Linked DNA regions of Mus musculus: regions 2, 3 and 4 are each linked to region 1. A link is a contact called in public Hi-C and HiChIP or PLAC-seq data. All regions are on one chromosome and are shown on one strand. The core of a region is the stretch at or near the end of the contact, and the rest is flanking DNA. Distances in the headings are between cores, read along the strand shown. Region 1 has its middle 110 kb from the start of Gm32240. Region 2 overlaps Fggy (FGGY carbohydrate kinase domain containing). Region 3 overlaps Fggy (FGGY carbohydrate kinase domain containing). Region 4 overlaps Fggy (FGGY carbohydrate kinase domain containing).

What was found. HiChIP or PLAC-seq counts read pairs in DNA pulled down with a chosen protein or histone mark. Hi-C and Micro-C count contacts between places; a contact is called where the count stands out from the background.
Region 2: a CTCF HiChIP or PLAC-seq map of the NIH/3T3 cell line shows a contact between it and region 1, with 12 read pairs. The contact joins two enhancer-like sites. A contact is called at or near these places in 2 of 15 datasets of contacts at CTCF or cohesin (the NIH/3T3 cell line and large pre-B cells), 11 of 484 Hi-C or Micro-C datasets (the N1E-115 cell line, cumulus cells, embryonic fibroblasts and 3 more), 5 of 115 datasets of contacts at active chromatin or transcription factors (the NIH/3T3 cell line, embryonic fibroblasts, embryonic stem cells and 2 more) and 2 of 9 other capture datasets (embryonic tail and embryonic trunk).
Region 3: a Hi-C map of the N1E-115 cell line shows a contact between it and region 1, with 2.6 times the contacts expected there. The contact joins two enhancer-like sites. A contact is called at or near these places in 1 of 484 Hi-C or Micro-C datasets (the N1E-115 cell line), 3 of 115 datasets of contacts at active chromatin or transcription factors (the NIH/3T3 cell line, fibro-adipogenic progenitors and large pre-B cells) and 1 of 9 other capture datasets (embryonic tail).
Region 4: a Hi-C map of uterus shows a contact between it and region 1. The contact joins two enhancer-like sites. A contact is called at or near these places in 3 of 15 datasets of contacts at CTCF or cohesin (CD8 T cells and the NIH/3T3 cell line), 5 of 484 Hi-C or Micro-C datasets (Sertoli cells, embryonic fibroblasts and uterus), 3 of 115 datasets of contacts at active chromatin or transcription factors (the NIH/3T3 cell line, embryonic fibroblasts and fibro-adipogenic progenitors) and 2 of 9 other capture datasets (adipose tissue and embryonic trunk).

The regions. Positions count from the first base shown.
Region 1 is chr4:95,316,525-95,319,828 of GRCm38.p6, reverse strand. No RefSeq gene overlaps it. Among named protein-coding and RNA genes, the nearest start is that of Gm32240, 110 kb to the right of the region's middle. RefSeq lists an enhancer at 1,095-2,300. Within about 2 kb of position 1,723, at least 118 of the 459 cell types and tissues checked have an H3K27ac peak or open chromatin away from gene starts, as enhancers often do. A contact at or near this core is called in the N1E-115 cell line, the NIH/3T3 cell line, adipose tissue and 2 more, where this site is marked.
Region 2 is chr4:95,731,802-95,735,105 of GRCm38.p6, reverse strand. All of the region lies in intron 6 of Fggy (FGGY carbohydrate kinase domain containing), which reads right to left. Among named protein-coding and RNA genes, the nearest start is that of Fggy, 180 kb to the right of the region's middle. Within about 2 kb of position 1,550, at least 81 of the 459 cell types and tissues checked have an H3K27ac peak or open chromatin away from gene starts, as enhancers often do. A contact at or near this core is called in the N1E-115 cell line, the NIH/3T3 cell line and uterus, where this site is marked.
Region 3 is chr4:95,683,399-95,686,702 of GRCm38.p6, reverse strand. All of the region lies in intron 5 of Fggy (FGGY carbohydrate kinase domain containing), which reads right to left. Among named protein-coding and RNA genes, the nearest start is that of Fggy, 130 kb to the right of the region's middle. Within about 2 kb of position 1,767, at least 93 of the 459 cell types and tissues checked have an H3K27ac peak or open chromatin away from gene starts, as enhancers often do. A contact at or near this core is called in the N1E-115 cell line, where this site is marked.
Region 4 is chr4:95,635,197-95,638,500 of GRCm38.p6, reverse strand. All of the region lies in intron 5 of Fggy (FGGY carbohydrate kinase domain containing), which reads right to left. Among named protein-coding and RNA genes, the nearest start is that of Fggy, 79 kb to the right of the region's middle. Within about 2 kb of position 1,465, at least 125 of the 459 cell types and tissues checked have an H3K27ac peak or open chromatin away from gene starts, as enhancers often do. A contact at or near this core is called in adipose tissue, fibro-adipogenic progenitors and uterus, where this site is marked.

The DNA.
Region 1 (3,304 bases), core at 474-2,973:
AGTTTGGCCTGTTCTTGTCCACCTGAGATATTGCACAGCAGTGATCTCCCTTGGAGGTATACTGCCCAGAGTGAAGCTAGCAAAATTGTCAAAAAGTTTGATGAGAGGTAGGGAGAGGGAAAAGGAGAAGGGAAGGGAGAAGCAAAGGAATTTGAGTCATATTTTCTATTGGTACTAATAGCAGAAGTCAAGCATTACTATTCCAATTACAAGGGTTGAGTGACTTGTTCAGGACACAGAGCCATCTCGAAGGGGAAGCTCAGGACAGACAGATAGATCCAGAACTCAAACTCCAGGCTTGATTGCAAGCCGAATCTCTTCATAGCACCACATTGCCAGGCTGGTGTTCTCTAAGGGCCAGGTACAGATGAAGATGGCTAGTGCTGGGAGAGTAGGCACAGTGGTCTCCCACTACAAGGAAGGGCTAGCTAGGTAGCAGGCAAGAAAGGCATCCTTGTCTACAGTGTTGACGGGGCCTTTACAGTCCAGTCAGTGCTTACTCATCCTCCAGCTGGGAAGGGATGCACTCCTCCCCCAGAGGGTCAGATAAGGGTGAGAAAGTTTCTGTAGAATTGGTCTGAAGAAGAATCGGGAACCTGGAAACACTAGCCTGATTGGTACCGTGCAAGTCTAGGCTTGGATCCCAGCCCTGCCTGTGACCCTGAGCTAGTTCATGAACTTGTCTGTTTTCAGTTTGCTGATAATCCTATCCGCCTTGACAAACTTTCCTGTCCCCTCTCTCATTCCTTTTCAGGACGGCCGTGTTGTACCCAGGAGTAATCTTTAACAAATGTGAAACTAATAAGTCAGGACTCGTACACTACTGAATTAGTTTTCAGTAAATAAACCCCATTCATTTCTCATTGAACTTGAGACTAAATCCTCCATCATTCTGTGATCTCCTGTGTCTCAAGTGACCTGTTCCCTCTCTACTTCTCTACCTCACAACCCACTTCACAGACATTCTTCCAGCCCTACTGTCTCAGAGCACCCCTCCCCCACTCAAAGAGCCTTCATGTCCCAAAGCTTTCTCCTTTGCCAGCCCCTCCTTTCTCCTGGTGAGTGCTAATCATTTGCATGTCTCAGCTTCTCCTCTGAAAAGCAAACTGCCTCACACACTATTGAAACTCAATCACTGCTTTGCAGTTTCTTGCTACTCTGTATTTTCTTTCAAAGTATGAAGCAACACTTGCAGCCATGCATCTGAGCGTGTGATTCCTTGATCATGGTTATCTCCATAAGCTGTCAATCCTTTGAGAACAAGGTGTGAGCCTCGTTTGATCCATTCTGTCTAACTTGGAGCCATTCCAGTGCCCCGTTTATATTAGTTTACAAGCTCAAGAGATGCATGGGATATTGAACACTGGTGGCTGAAGGATATGTTAAGAATATTGAGGACCTTTAGGAGATCTTTGCAGCTCTGTCCCTGCTGTTACCCCCTCAATGGATATAGTCAGACTATAGTTCTCAGAAGTGGGTACAGCTCCTCCTTCCCCCCATTAAGAAATTCTGACACGGACCCTTAGGGGTTCACTGAAAGCAGTCACTGTGCCTGTGGAGCCAAGCTGAGCAGATCAGATGGCAGACCCTAGTACCCAGGGGATCAGGAATAACCTAGCAGGGAGTTTGGAAGGTGCTGGAGAGCCAGCCCCTTGGGTCTCATCAGACTGAGCCCTCCCTGTCTCTCCCGCCCCCTGCAGAAAGCTGCTCTGCCTGGTCCAATGCCAACTGGGCTGCTGCTTGTTTTGTTGTATGTGCTGCTAGGCAACTGGCCTGTTTTTGCTTATTTACCTCCCCTGGGCCATTTCACAACACTTAGTAATAGGCCTTGCTCTCTCTGGTGCACATCTGGTTTACATTAGCCTGTCAGAGCCCCTTTGCAAGGAGAGCTTGCCCTTCTCTCAGTGGTGACCAGCGAAGGCTCCCAGGACCCAGGCTGCTCCTGGGCGTTGATCACTCACCCAGTCCCCAGGGGCCTCCACCCTGCAACCTCCTACATGGTTTTCAACACTTTACACATTTACAAGCCCATTGAGGAGGAACTTTGGGAGGAGAAAGGCGAGGGAGGGTTCAGGACTATAAGAGCAGGAATTAAAGTTAGAGAGCATGCCATCAGAGTGCCTGAGCCCCAACAATGCCCTTGTTGACTCACAGAGAGGGACAGTTGCCTCACCCAGGACACAGGGACTCAAACCTTCCCACCAAGACCACCTAGCATTAAAAAAATTGTGGTTTCTGTGAAGGGTCAGTTGAGAATCAAAACTTTGATAAATGCCATTTCAAGACAGAAAAAGAATAAAAGTTTTTTGTTTTGCTTTTTTTTTTAACCTGTCTACATAGGATTCATTGCAAAGCAGGGTTAGCCAAAAATGAATAAGAAGGACCAAGATCAAATTCAGGGCACTTCTCTGGTCTCTTTTGCTCCACTGATCTGGCAAGCATGGTCTACTCAGAAGGTAGCCCACAGCCTTCACAATGACATTCAAGGCACTTTAGGTCTGGGCCTTATTACTTCTCTGACCTCATCATCCTCCCATCCATCCCTGCTTCCGTAGGGTATACCATGAAAAAGAGTGAAGTTTTCTATTATATGGAAGCACTGAGCAGCTGTGCACAGCTCTGAGAACAGAGCAAGGACTGGGCTACCACTCCACTTCTCTATCAGTCTAGACCACTGCATAGTAAACAAAGTGCTTGAGGTCATGAACTCATATTCAGTGCTGTGTTTTAGGGTTTCTACTGTTTCAGCTTGCAACTTTCAGATCATACTCCATCACTGAGGGAACTCAAGACAGGAACCTGAAGGCATACTGCTTACCAGCTTGCTCCCTATAGCTTGCTCAGCTCCTTTTCTTATACAACTAAGGACCACTTGCCCAGGGTTGGCACTACCCACAATAGGTTAGATCCTCTGACATCAGTCATTAGTCAAGAAAATGTCCAACAGACCTGCCTACAAGCTAGTCTGACAGAGATATTTTCTCAATTAAGATTCCTTCTTCCAAGATATGTCTAGGTTTGTGTCAAGTTAGTAAAAACCAACTAGCACACTCTGATAGCACTAAACACCACCACCACCACCCCATTCGCCAAGAGCTTATACATGGAACAGTGTTGTACATGGATTAGACTTAATAATATGTAATGAATAAATGACTATGTCTGGTTTTCTTCTCAGCTCTCTTACATGGAATTTTCTATACTAACCTTTCTCTTACAAGATAAAATGCTCATCTGTCATGTTAGACTATAAGTCCTCATGCGTATCCCTTCTCTCAGTGCTAGTTCATGGTGACCCCATACA
Region 2 (3,304 bases), core at 301-2,800, 420 kb before region 1:
ACAATGTTGATAGATGAATTTATAAAACTACATACCTAGGAGGTAAAACACACATACAAAACTTATGTTTCCAATGGGGGTGTGGGTGAATCTGTGCTCCTTACTTCCCTGTGCTCTCTTGTGTTTTACTTTGAACAAGTGTTTCTTATATAATAGTTTTAGAGGTGCTTCTCTTCTGGTTTGGTAAGAAAGGAAGAAAGAAAGAAAGAAAGAAAGAAAGAAAGAAAGAGAGAGAGAGAGAGAGAGAGAGAGAGAGAGAGAGAGAGAGAGAGAGAGAGAGAGAGGGAGGGAGGAGGAGTGGGGAGGGAGGGAGGGAAGGAGGAAGGAGGCAGGCAAGCAAGCAAACTAACAACAAATAAACAAACCATTTCATCTATTCTACAGAATCCTATATAGAAAATACTTGAGGAAGAATTAAGGTATGAATTTGGGAGAAAGACTGAGATAAAATATGGGACAAAGCCAGGATGTAGAATAGTGCTCTTAGGATCTCATATTTGTGATCCTTTTAAAGATTCTAAACATTCAAGTACATGAGCACATGTACTTCTAGAAGTTTCTAGAAAAATAAAAATTAAAAATTAAAAAAAAACCACTTGATTTCTGTAACAGTACAGATAGGATGTGCTGTGAAGTACTCTCCTGAACCATCTATGTCCTTCCAGATCATGACCTCGTGTGTTTGCTTAAAACAAACCAAATTGGCTTAAGTTTAAATAAAAACAAAATGAGAGCAAATTTCCTGCATCTTTTCCAAGTCCTGTTCCTCACGCTAAAGATAGGAGAGAAACCCATGGGCAATTCACCTACACTCTGATCTCTGGCTGTGTTACTTGTTCACCTTCAGATATCAGATGGCCCTGAGGATTCCTGGGCCCCATGAATTCCCATGTGAATGGACATATTTGGCCTGAGTGGTCCAAGCTGGAGCCTACAATTATCGGGTAGCTGCAGTCCCTCTTCACAAGCAGAGCTCCTATTACAACAAACCTTCCCCTACCAGTTTTTCAATTATCTATGACTAATGAGCACTCTGGGAACAGTTTCAGACACACACATAATCCTCTTTCCTGATGTCAGCAGCAGAAATTAATGACTATGTGGATTGCTGGGAGACAGAAGATGCATTATAATGGTCAACAGAACTGTTATCCTCTCCAGGAAGGGGGGGGAGGGTATTGAATTAACTGGAAGGTTCAGTGTTCCTTTGTATTCTGAGAGGGAGATGAAACACAGGGGGAGATCTGGCTCCAGGCCCACGGAAATGTCAGAGAGGTTTGGGCGTGGGTGGCATGCGACCCTGCTTCCTTATGCTTGCTGTGGAATGCTGGTACCAGCTCGGTTGGGCAAGGCTGACAGGCCAACCAGATTATGTCCAAGATTGTGCTAAAGGACACTTTGCCTTGCCAGTTGGAGAGAATGCTGGAATTATTTCAAACTCAAGTTACTTTCAATCTGATTTAAAAGTGGGTAACAAGACTGAGAACATACAATTCTCAATCACTATGCAGTATTCAGAGGCATTTCTTAAGTTTGGCGTTTCACACAGACATGACACATGCTTGAATGGTTCCAGAGAATGGTAAGGCCTATCCTGACTCAGATCACATGGGTAGGTCAGCTCTGAGGATTTTCTAGAAAACTGGGACAACTGATAGAAAATGGCTAAAAGGATTGTAGTAGTCTTGGCTCCTGAATTGGAGTTACACTTGTATTAAATGATTCATCCAAGTAGAGACTTCCTGAGAACCCAAAGCTAGTGTTCTTCTTCCACTCTTTAAGGACAGCATCTGATACACCTCCTAGAAATCATGTCATTGTGACTAGAAACTAAATTCCATTTCCATTACTGATTTCACATCAAATTGTATGATATTCATTATCACTTATTATAGAAACGGTGGGTGAATAGACATCTACTGTGTGCACACACTGTCCCAGAGTAGCACCTAGGTTAAGGATTAAGATAGAGGAGATCTTTCTAGCAGGTACTAGTTCTTTCTAATACCACTTCTGAATTACATCTGTTAGTTAACATGTCTTATAATTACTCCATAGTTTAGACAGTTTGATACACATGGAAGATCCCTGACTTTGTATTCTTACTTGGTATTAATATGCCTTATACTCCATATGCTTTAAATGTACTTTTAAATAACTCTTACATACCATATCCCTATATTTGGTTTTATACATCTCTTCCAGTAGAAAGATAATAGCTCACAGACTTTTCTCTCTACATCTTATTTCTTTCACTCCCAAGTATCTAAAACATACTTTTAAAAGTAATGTTTACTTTAGCAAAATTACACATTTTTGTTTATTTTTTAAGATCATAAGACATAGATCAATCACCTTGAACAAAAAGATTAAAGTTGCACACCTATATGTGCCCACCTTGTACAGAGTTTCAGTAGAAAGTAAACAAAACAGATGAACACTAAATTTGACTCTCAACCCTGGATATTACTGGGGGATAAATTAGTAAATTAGTAAAGAAACTAATATAATCCCACCAGTGATCCACTCTCATTTCTAACTCAGGACAATGACACACATCAAGAGCAATGTACATACCTAGAAAATGGCAGAAGGCATGCTGGCACAAAGACTCTTCCTATGGCAGCAAGAGACTACATATACCAGATTCTTGCAGAATACAGCTCTCAAGTCCTCCCAGCTGGACAAGCTGGTTCAAAGAAATCTAATTAGCAACTAGTTACTGCAGTAGGTCAGTGAGCTGAAGAGCAGTATGAACATCTTGTATTTCAACAACATAATTATTCAAGTCCATGAGCTGTTGGTAACTGTTCTTGGAACATTTCTGTTCGTATAACTTTCCGTCCTAATAACAAATCAATGAAATGCAAATTGTTTTAGAAAGCAATATATGTAGGTCCTATAACTTAGGGTTGAAGTATTAGAGTTTATTATTTCATAGAATAGAAACAAAACTACAAAAGAATTTCAAAATTTATTCATCTACCCAGGAAGGGAAGAGAGGGGTTACATTTGAGGATCAGATCAGGGTCAGGATTCAAAGGTCTGACTCCAAAGGCTGAAATTTTCCTAAATTACCATCGAATTTAGGAACTCGGGTAAGGTAAAGACTGCAAGGAATCGGAAAGCAAAGCCCCACTGATAGGCTGTATATAGGAACAAAATCCTAAGGTCCACAATATTCTAACATACGAAGAACATCTACCATCTCCTTTCCTAGATCGACCCTTACAGACCAGGAATACAAAGAAGGAAGTGCATATCTCATGGTTCAGCCGTCACAGAAGCAATGTCTAGACTCACA
Region 3 (3,304 bases), core at 518-3,017, 370 kb before region 1:
ACATTCACTGAACTGGCCCCTCTGAAGTACTCTGGACTCCAGAATAGCTCCTTACTTTATTGCTAAAGCTAAGATAAGATGTAACAAAATTCAAACAACAGCACTACAGCAAATAGAAAACATAGGCTGTGCTCACAAACGTCGACATGACATGCAATGAATTCAATTTTTTACGTGCAAAAAAATACATATGAGCAACATTCAAGGATGCTTGAGTGACAGAAGACATATGAGTGTGTTACCACATTATTTTATTAAAGGGAAGAAAAATGATCTCTACATATTGCAGACCGTTCAATATTACTTCAAGACAAAAATTCACAAGGAAGTAAGAGAGAACAAGAATGGAAGCACAGAGGCTGAGTTTCACTCCCAGAGGGTCTGAGAGGGACAGGCATCCTTACTGTCTACAGGGAGATATAGCTGGACCACACAGCAGGAAGATGGTTAAGGGTAAAAGCATCCTGAAAGAGAATAAGTAAGGATCTATGGCATTGCAAGTCAGCCCTCGGCTCCTTCTCAACCCAGATCCCAGAGCTCTGGCTGCCAGGGTATAAGGACTGAAGATTAGTTTTGTGGGGATCTCATCAAAGCAAAGCAAACAACAAAACAACATATCCTATGCACATAGACAAATAAACCAAAATAGTAACAACATAAGGTTAATCCAGATTGGAAAGTTCACAGGTTCCAGGGTTGAACTACCACTATCCTTGTATACTATCTACATGGCTATCAAATTTCCCTCTAAATTCATTTCTGTCTATCCATCGATTAGTGCAGCCCTCAGCCCTTACCAGGGAAACTTCTTTGGGCAGTGGATCGTGGTAGATGGTGCAGAAACTCACTTCTGGCCAAAGTATAAAAGAGGAAGTGTCAATGGAGTATCCATCTACAAATGAGACAAGAGAGGGAGGAAGAGAGTGAGGGGAAAGGTAGGGAAGAAAGGGGAGAGAAAAAAGAGGGGGAAGGGAGGGAAAGAGAGACAGTGGGGGTAGCTTGAAGCATGGGAAGACTACATTGAAAAGGGCCTCTGCATATGCAGGGACCACAGTGCTCCTGAGCTCATGCCATGGGTGCTGCCTGCCCAAGATCAAGCCAGTCAATATTCTAGGACAGAGAGTGAAGGGCTTCTAAGCCCAACACCTAAGGATATGGGGGCAACACATTATGAGTTATATTTTCTAAACAAAGTTGGGGTGGATAGGGAGGCAGAAGAAGATCGGAGAGGAGTTAGGGAGAGGGATTGGGGGTGAATAGGATCAATACATTGTATGAAATTCTCAAAGACTTAATAAAAAAATCATATTATTTTAAAGTAAGGCTAATTGAAAGGAGCCTTGTTAGTGCAGTAGGTAGTGCGCCAGTCTCATAGAGGTAAAGATAACTGAGAAAGCAGAAAGGAGAGCCCAGCCAGTTTAGTCTAGTTGGAGGGGTCAAATGAAGGAATCGGAGCAAAGCTTAATAGCGGGCACCTGCTGTGTTTTCCTAGACAGGTAGAGAGTGAGGAAAAAAAAAAAAAGACCAAACACACTTGTAGTTCTTGAAGAACCTGAAGCAGCTTCAGCAAAAAGAAGGGGGCAGGGGGTGCTTCTTGCTCTCCAGATACACTCAGAGCAAAGCAACCTCAGAAGAATAAGCCAGCCCAGTTCCAGGGGCCTGGTCTTTCTCCGGAATTTCTCCAGCAAGACTATGAAAAGAAAGCCAGCCACAGTGCTGCATAATTTATGCACAGTTCACTGCACTGACAGGGCCAGGCCCCACTCTCAAGGGAAACCTTTTGTTCTCTGCTTGGGGAATGTAGAACCTGGAGAGTCTCAATTGAGCAAGCCAGTGAACAACAGAATAATTAGAGGTAAGGATGGGGATAAATTACCAAGATATTCCTGGCTGCAGCCTCTGGTACTTCACAGGCCTGTGATGGGTCTGTGTTGTTCAAGGCATACAAAAGACTGAATTAGCAGCATTGAAGATATTGCTCTAGGGGAGATATAATGACTGGGGCTGGACCACTAATGACATCAGCAAAGAGACAAGAGGGGCTTCTTTGGGAAGAAATAGCACTGCACCGACTGCGGCTGCTTGTGTTAGGGAGCTTTCAGGATGCACGCTTGTTACTACTGGCTCTGCACTTCATCAACACTTGCTGACAGGTTCCTGACAGAGCAAAATAATATAAGCACAGGGCAATATTGAGTTGCCTTTTCAGTTAGACTTGCTGGTAACAGTTCAAATGTGGTCATGACTACATAAAAAAGCTGAGGTAGTTTTCCCATGCTCTCAGAGAAAGACATCTCACTGTCAAAAACAAAAGATCAGAAGTTATTACCGAATAGTCCAAAATCTGGATGAAATCCTCTCAGTTTATGGATTTGGATTTGCCATAAAATAAAACAAAACAAAACAAAAATGATGCTAATGTGGGGTAATATGAAACACAGGGGACAGGCTGAGAAGGGTGGAATCCCTATGCAAGGCACTGTGCAGAGTCTGGTTGTGGAGGCTACTAAACCTCACAAGAACCTTAAGAAGATATTGTACTGTAGCCCCATGTGACAGGAAAGGACACAGAGGCTCAGCAAGGTGGGACAGGTCACTTGAATTAATTAGGAAAGAGTAAGGCAGACCCTGAAACCTTGTTCTAATCAAATAAAGTCTTTTTGAGAACCAGAAAGATGCATCAGTGGGTAAAGGGACTTGCTGCCAAGCCTGACAACCCAAATTCCATTTCTGGAATCCACAAGGTAAAAGAGAGAGCCCATTCTATGGCTTATTCTCTGATCCATATGCATACCATGGCACATATGTGCCTGAACACACACACACACACACACACACACACACACACACACACGACACATATGCTATCAAGTTGACTCTTGTTAATTGGATGTTCACTCAGGATCATCAAGGAAAATTACTTCATAAGACACTACAAAAGCAAAACCTGACATGGAAAAGAGAAGAGTAATTTTGATGTTCTGTTTGTTTTTCCATTGCTTACCTCCTTTGTGTCTTCTTTTGTCTGTATGCATCTGTGCATGTAAAACACATAGTGGGGATTGAGCCCTCCTCCTAGAATGTCCCAATCTACTGCTTTACCCCTTCTATTCTTCTTAACAAAAAGAAAATAAGATGTCTCAGTTCACTGAGACATTTTTTACAGAGAAGCATTCGGGTAAAACTTAAGGTATTCAGGAAGGAGAAACACACTATAGCCATGGATAACAATGAGACGCTCCCTGGAGGGGAAATTGGCTCTCCCACTTTTCAGGATGCCATTACTTTCAGGGACTCTTTGAAA
Region 4 (3,304 bases), core at 216-2,715, 320 kb before region 1:
AAGGCCACCTCTACCACTGCTGGACAATCCTTTAAACCTTTGCAAAGAATTTCAACAAAGGGTGAGGCTTTGAGACAATTCACTACAAGACATCAAAGAAAGTAAATAGGAGTGCAGTGTAAAAGGAACGAGAAATCCCACATTTTCTTCTCTGTAAAAAAGATGGGACACAGTAAGAGGCATGGCTGTGAAGCCATGCATGCATTCCTAGGTGGGCCCCAGCCTCTGTTCCGTAGCAGCTGTGTGAGCCAGAACATGTTCCTTGGCACACTATCAGGACCACATAGGACAAATGCACAATATCCCAGAATGTAGTTCCTTTCCCACAGGACGAGCCCTTCACTGGCTTTCTCTTCTGTCCTGCCCCTCAGCCCATCCAGTCTAGTGTAGACAGGTTTCACTCTATATCTCTAGTATGTCCTGGAATGACTCCTATCACTGTACATTATTACCTGCTACTTCACCAGACATTCCCTAGATACCCAGACAGAAAAGCACACCACTATCTTTAAAAAGCAACTCCCATTAATGAATAGAACCCTACTCATGTGGCCTTTTGCTCATCACTGGCTGGGATGCTCCTCAGAAGCTGGGGCTATGCCTTGTTCTGCTGCAGACAGTCAGAGGAGAGAGGTCTAGCTCACAGAAGACGGTTCGAACTGAAATATCAGAAGTCCATCTCTTTTCCAAAACAACACAAAGGCAAGCTTTCCCCTAAGGGATCTCTTTTCCTTTCTGTAAAACAGTACACAGACCCCACCCCCCCCCCCCGCCCCTAGCCCCTAGCCCTCCACTGAATTACAGTTAAAATAGCTTTTGTGAAGGACAGACACGGGACACAGTGGCCATTTCTCTTCATGTGTGTGCACCCAGGCAATGAAGCCATTGTAATGGGAACAATGTGTGTTTCATTGCACTTCAACAGAACACATGACACTGTGTTTTGAGCCTGGGTGGGGATAGGGGCCAAAGTAAAGAAACCAACCCTAAAGTTTTATTGCATGAAATTCTGATAAAGAAGCACTTCGAAGCCTCTTTCCCATCATCAAAAAACCCACACTGGGCAAGATCAGAGCTTAACAGCCAAAAAAAAAAAAAAAAAAAAAAAAAAAAAAAAAAAAACCACATTCAATCCCTGAGATCATTTTCCTGAAATAGAAAACTACATATGTTTCTCAAATTTCACATCAAGCCACTGCAGAGGCCAGACTGCAGGGCTAAATTGGCCCAATAAGAGAAAAAGAAAGGAGAAGGGAGAAGGGAAAAAGAGAAGGAAAGAAACCTATTCTCCCACATGGCCACGTCTCCTCAGCACAATGTAGACTTACAAGCACCCAGCCACAGAGCTCTCAGTGAGAGTTGCTTATCCTGCAGCTTTTCCTTTGTCAAATTAAGAGACACTGCCTTGGATTAAAAAGACGCCTTAAATTCAAAAATGACTTCATGGTTGGCTCAGAGCTCCGAGTCTCCAGGGCTGGCCGCCAGGAGCACATCTAGTTCAGAGCCTCCCTCCCCTCCCTACTGGAATCAACCTGACTTCCAGAGAGACTGCAGGGCAAACCCTCAAGCAGAAGGGGTTTCCATACTAATTAAAGTCCAAGCACCTCTTTGAAACTATCTCCAGCTCAGCTTATAGAAAACTGAGGTTTCCTAAGAAGCAAGGATGGGGGTTAGGGATGAGGTAAGGGTACAAACAGGTAAAGTGGCATTGGGAAGATATTACGTTTTAAACAGCAGGCTACACTCTAGATAAGAACCAGAAAGAAATCTAGGAGGATGGATGAGCTAAAGACCTTTACAGAACCCGGGGAGAAGGCCTGACTTCTGAAAGGAGTAAGAGCCAGGCAATATTCAAAGCTGAGAGTTTTCACTAATGGATGCACTGCTTGGCACATTCTAACATACAGGTTGACATTTTTTTATTCATTAACAAAAATGAAAGCCATCTTCTAAATGACTTTAGAACAAAGGAATCCCTGATAGCAGTTTCTTAATAACATTTAAATATTTTTTCAAAGGCCCTTGAGAGAGAAGGAAAAGAAACACAGCAAAAAGGAGGTATATAAATTTTTAAAAAGAAACTATACAGAAGGGGAAGAGAAAGAAGAGAAGGAAGGGTCAGAATTTCCATGTAAAGTTGAGTTCCAGAGGTCTAATTCTACAATTAAACCTTAACTACCCATTTCTAAGGGAAAGAGCCTAAGAAAAAAATCCAAAGGGGTGAATGGTGGAAGTCCTTTCACTAGATTATTACATCTGCACAAGGGTCAGGACCCATGGTATGGGGCAAGTCCTTCAAGCTCCCCTCCACCTCCCTTCTGCATCCTGTAACCCATCTTGAACACAACCACACTGTTGGAGCCTTGCTATATCATAGATTCCAGTACAAGATGCTAACACCTATAATGAGACAGGATGAATCTGAAAGCAACCAGAATAAAATAATAAAGACAAAATAATCAGAAGATCCAATTATCATCCAAGAAACAGTCCACTGGCAGAGGGGTCCACCCTGGATACAAACTAACTGAAGAGTTTACAAAGAAATCCATTCTATGGAGACCTGGTTTCAAGAAAAGGTACCCCTAATCAAGTTACAGCCCAAAGGTCATACTGACCATGCAACCTTGTCCCTTGGTTTCAACCTCAGGGTAAAATACTTCTGATTTCAGTATCATGTTCATAGTTCCAAGACTGTCAACAGAGAGTATACCATCATATCCATTTGCAAGCGAGGAACCAAATTCTGAGACTATTTCACTTTGCCAAATTAAAATAACAAATGGAAATACATTTAAGAGATGATCTGAGGCTTCAGAAAAAAGACAAAAGGTTAAGTAGAGGAAAAGCCATATGGCTTCTCAGTTAGAATTTCTGCCATGCTCTATCCACAGGATTTATGTCTAGATGTATAGAGCAGAGAACCTGGCAAAGAACCTTCTAGAACCTGAGCATTATAGACTAGTGGATCTCAACAATGGGTGCACCTCACTGGCACTGAAGTCACATGGCAACTACATCTGAAGGCAAACTTTTGCACTTAGATTTGCTCAACTTCCAAACACTGAAAGAAGCCCTCTAACCTCCCTGCCTCCATGTACCCACAGAGATAGGTGCTAGTGTCTACACAGGACAGCAGTAGAACTGAAGTTCCAAAGAACTGGGGCTTTCTTAGGCATGGATGAAAAGGCATTCTAACCCTCACAGCCACTCCTACCGCTGGCTGGCACAATACAGTCTGGTTTCTTATTCTTTAAGCCTCTTTTTTCCCATTAATTTATTTATTTATTCACTTTACATCTCA